Linked DNA regions of Gossypium hirsutum: region 2 is linked to region 1. A link is a contact called in public Hi-C data. All regions are on one chromosome and are shown on one strand. Each heading gives the region's core, a stretch centred on a gene start, on an enhancer-like site or on the middle of the called end of the contact. The rest is flanking DNA. Distances are from core to core; before and after follow the strand shown.

The links. Hi-C and Micro-C count contacts between places; a contact is called where the count stands out from the background.
Region 2: a contact with region 1 is called in a Hi-C map of leaf, with 3 times the contacts expected there. The contact joins the promoter of LOC107890099 here to the promoter of LOC107889379 in region 1. A contact is called at or near these places in 4 of 34 Hi-C or Micro-C datasets (all in leaf).

Annotation. Positions count from the first base shown.
Region 1 is chrA09:69,895,819-69,898,356 of Gossypium_hirsutum_v2.1, forward strand. It overlaps LOC107889379 (rho GTPase-activating protein 68F), which reads left to right and starts at 1,279. Exons shown (of 4, transcript XM_016813780.2): 1 at 1,279-1,443; 2 at 1,824-2,138. The coding sequence starts at 1,895.
Region 2 is chrA09:70,094,469-70,097,006 of Gossypium_hirsutum_v2.1, forward strand. It overlaps LOC107890099, which reads right to left and starts at 1,271. Exons shown (of 11, transcript XM_016814610.2): 1 at 1,178-1,271. The coding sequence starts at 1,271.

The DNA.
Region 1 (2,538 bases), core at 29-2,528:
CTCTTAGGGGGAGAGCGGATGTTTCGACGAAAGTAAAGGTCAAACTCGGGTCGGCGCGGCAATGGTTGTAGTTATTAATGGGTTGTTTAATAACGACAACCGCTATCAACTCGAAAAGAGCATCACCTTTACTCCACCGAAACAACCGGTTCTTGCCCGATAGTCTTTCTGAGTCCAACTGTACTGGCCTTCGAATAATAAAGAAGATTAAAGGTATCAACTATATGGAAATAGAAAAAAAGAATTACACTAATTATAGAGGAAAAGCATTATTCCCTCTATTTTTTTTCTCTTCTTTTTCATTCAATTTGCTTTATTCCTCATTTAAGTTGATGTTTTGATTTTTTCAGATCAAATCAGGTTTGATTTTAGTTTCTTGGATTGTAAGATTCTTTACTTAAGACCTAGTGCCCCCATCAATCGATCCATACTTCTTGACTAGTTTCCATTTCTTTTCATTTTTTTCCGTTGTTTTCTAATTTGTTTTATTGGTTTCATTCTAAATCCGTTCGAAATTTGGCTTCAAGAAAGCATTTCCCAACCAGCTCTAGAGTTTTTCTTTCCAGCCAAACCATGATTGCTTGAGTTTTCATTGTTTTTATAAATTATAAAAATATATGTATCTAAAATATTAAAAATATTGCAAAAATGGAAAATCTAAAATTCAGGTGAGAAAAAAAAACTACTTCTTTTTTCTAAATAAATTGCGAACAATTATATGTAGATAAATTTTACAATAAATTTTATATTTAGAGATGAGTGCAAATTATTATACAATTCTTTAAATTGACAAAAATACAAAAGATGGTTATTTGAATGCTTTAAGGAACATTTTTTCATTTTTTTTATTTATTAATTATTTGTTAGGTGCCATAAGAAGGGTTCCTCTGTTGAGGAGGGTTATGATTTTGTAGGTTTATTAAATTCATAAATTTACATATAAGTTTAACACGATTTAATTATATATGTTTGAATATAATTATAGTTATATTTTAATTCTATATGATTGAGGATCAAATTGATAAAATTTATAAATGTAGATAATTAAATTTATTAAATTATTTAGAATTAGAATTAAATTTATAAAATATTTTAAATATTGATGATCATATATATTATTGTACTAATTAAAAAAAGTCACATTATTATTTTTGTTAATTATTTACTGGAAAATGACCAATATAAAAATAATTGTGACCAAAATAGAAATAATAAAAAAATTGAAAATTAAATAGAAAATTCTAATAAGTGATGAGGTAAGAGTGAGAAAGTTAAAATGCTAAACGCACCTAGTGAAGGGCTAATTGACTATTTTATAGGTTACCGGCAAAAAGAAGAAAAAAAAACCCGCAAGATAACAAAAGAGAGAGGGTTTCCTTGGAAATTAAAAGCAGCAAGTGGAGTAGCCAAGCCAGAATCCCTGTAATTAGTTTCGTTTCGAAAGTAAGGAAGGACTATTTCTCATATTTCTTCCAAATTCTGTTTGTTTGGACCTAAGCTTTTCGCTCTTTCTGTTTTTTCTTTTAGTACCTAAATTTGTGGCCACTTTTTTTCACTCCTTATCTCCCAGTTATTGCATAGATTTTTGTTTCTTTTCCTTTTTCTTTTTTTTAATCTCGCAAATCTGTTACTTTTATTCCACTTGTTGATTTGTTTTTGTTCTTTGAGATGAGATCTCAGCTTTATCTTCTTACTGTCCAGTACAATCTAGTTATTCATGGTTCTTGTCAATTTCATTTTGATTTCATTGGGAATTAAAAATTGTAAATTTCTTTTTGAAGGAAATGTTAATTAGATTTGGCATGTTAATATGTTTGTTCCAGATAAGTGATACGCGTTTGTTTGTTGAAGTGAGGGACGTTGATAAGGAAAAACAGAAAAGAAATTAGAGGAAATGGGAAGTTCGTCAAATGATGATTTCTCGGTGGTGGTGCTTGCTTCAGATTTGGGCATAGACGCCCGTCCTTTCTTATCGAACCAAGACACTGAAATTGAAGACCAAGACAACTGGCATGACTGTTCGCAGGATTTTTCCGATGAAGATTTCTCCGACCTCGAGTTCCTCCAGTTCGTCTGCCTTCAGGGCTCTGATAAATCGGGTAATCGCATTTTACGCATTGTCGGAAAGTACTTTCCCGGTAAATTCACAAACCCATTTTAATATATGTTGTTTTTCTTCTTTAATTTTTGTAGTTTTTATTTCCTTTAAAAATTTAATTGTAAAGCCTGTAATACTGAGAACATGTCGAGGTTTTGAACTTGTCTGAATGAATTAGGTAAATGCATTAGATTCTTGTAACTGAAAAGTGCAACTCATCCTCTTAGAAGAGAGTTACTTTATCCTCAGAATCATCAAGAACTCACTCATGGGATGAGATTTCATGCTTTTTATTTTGGATTGTTGATATCGACAGACAAATTCTTCTGCTTGTTTCTTTTGCTCAAAGGCTTGATTTCCACAAGCCAAAACTGTCCAATCATCCAACCCCCTATGACGTTCCACATAGATAAAAAAAAAATCAGTTGTGAAATAGAGTT
Region 2 (2,538 bases), core at 21-2,520, 200 kb after region 1:
CCAAAATAATCCAAATTCAAGACATTCAAAATGATAGTGATTTGATGTTGGAAAGTCTTGATATCCCAGCTTCTAAAAGGTTTGTAACTCTTTTCGTATCGCATCAATGCATTGAGTCAGATTTTTGTATCTGACTTTCAGTTTTTAAGTTGGGATCAATCAACTCAACAGCTCTCTTTTCTTCTTTTCTCTATTATTGGTTGGAAAAAAAGAAAAAGAAAAAATGAAGTCTAAAAAAAGCAAGCACTCCGCTTTCGTCATATATCGTTTTCCTTGCTCTAATTTTTTACCTGTCGCCAAATCGAAAAATATGAACACATTTCTCCAATCATAGCTTTGCACGTAATGTGCAGAAAAGTCACTCGTCAACAAAATGGAAAACAACAAATAAAAAGCTTGCATGATTCCACTCCACGTTTATCAGTCAAATAAGCAAAGTTGTTAATCAAAACCTACAAAACCCAACAGGCCAAACATTCCTACACCCACATTCATTTCTCTTCTGCTACTACTAAATATTCAACGAAATTTACGAAACAGATGGCTAAAACTTCGGTTTAAAACCGGAACACTTACTTAAAGCTTTCTTTTAGGTGCAAAATCTTAGAAAATGAAAGTTGAAAAGTCTCTCCTTCTGTCCATTACATAAATATTTATACAGTTGTTAAGACCTGCAAATAAAGTTTTGACGAATAAAAAAGACCAATCAAGTTTGTCTTTTTTTTTTAAAAAATAATGGAGCTAGCCATGCAAATTAATAAAAGAAAAGGTTAAACACTTAATAGTCATGGTAAATAATAATAAGGTATTGAATTACGTAGGGAGAAAGTGAGATGTGATGGGTATTTTTTGTTGATTCCACATGATTTGACAAACAAGGGTTGCATGTGAGAGGTGATGTGATGTAGACAAATGATCTGACTCTTCAAGCCAGTCCCAGTCTCAGCCTCTCAGCTCAGCAAAAGCCCTAACACAGCACCAGAGCAGGCAAAGGCAGAGGCAGAGGCAGAGGCAGACGAGAGTAGAGAGAGAGAGAGACCCTTTTACCAAGAAAATGGCTAAAACCCGTACGACCGCGGAAGAACACGGTCCACATGGCCCCCTACTACCCTTATCTGCTCAAAACGTGTATCAAATTTATCAGTTCTTGTCTAATCTTTTAGGTATTTTTACTGACCTTCGAACTGTTTTGCAAAGACAATGGCATGCTCCACGAGTGGCCACTGGGGACACTGATTCCCACGTGCCAACGATGAACATCTGACACACATAACTCGGTAAAACTATTTGTTTCTCCTTTTGTTTTTGTTTTTTTAAATGTAGTGTTTGGGTTTAATGTAGAGCCTTGGATGACTGCTTGATGTTAAAAAACAATCACATCTCTTTCAATCCTCTCTCATTCTTTTTGCCCTTTGGATGTTCAATTCTCAAACTCCGCAGCATTTATATCTCAATTCCCTTTCTCTTCCCAATAAAAAAAGAAAAAAATGGAAGTCACTGATAATCTCTCTTTACCTTGGCCTGAAAAGAAGAGAAAAAAAAGACTCAACTTCTAGGCTTTAAATATGTTATATTGGAATATATGTATCAAATATTAATGTTTTTAACGTGAAACTAGGAGTAAACTGTTGAGCCAGTGTCAGTCTGTGCGAAGAATGGGCGTGGTGGGTGTAAGGGATTCGGAGGGGTATTCACCATCATAACAAGGGGATCATATTCTTTTTATTTTTTCTTTCAATTATGGCTGTCTTTTTGCATTTTAGTGTAGAAATCAATTTTATTCAGTATTTAAATATTTTCTTTTAATAATGATGATTTTAGGATTTAAACTAAATTCAAATTTCTAAGAAAAAATTCACCCCACTTAAAATTATCTTAAAATAATTCATTTATACTTATTGATATAATTTAAAGAAATGTGAAGTAAGATAAAATTATCTTTTACTATTTGTTAATCGGATCTTAACTTAGATCAAGCTTTTTTTAAATTTTTTCTGGCTTAGGTTTTTTCAAACTCGAATTTTTTCAAATTTAGGCTTGGATAGAGCTAGGGAGGTCTCTAACAGATTCAAATGATTTTATAGTTTCTAAGTTATAAATATTTAATTTTTATACGATGACAATGCAATTTATATTTGCCTTATAAAAAGCATAAATTATATGTATATATTTAATAGAGTTTTTTTTTACATAAAATAGTTAAAGTGCTTATTGCATGTAAAATTTATTATTATATGATATGTATATGAATCGACGAAAATATATTTTATTGTTTATTACTATAGTAATTGAAAATTAAAAAACTTTTATTTTTATTATTAAATTTATAAACCTAATACTCATATTCTAAAATATTTATTCCAAAATCCATATATATTATGCTAAGCCCAAATCCAAATAATATACACATTAACCCAAAATAAACTAACTATATCCAAAACCTCAAGTCCAAAATAAATACAAATTAAACCCAATATCCAAATATAATTTGCAAAAATTAAAACCCAATTCAAAATTTAATTTAACAAAAATAATTTT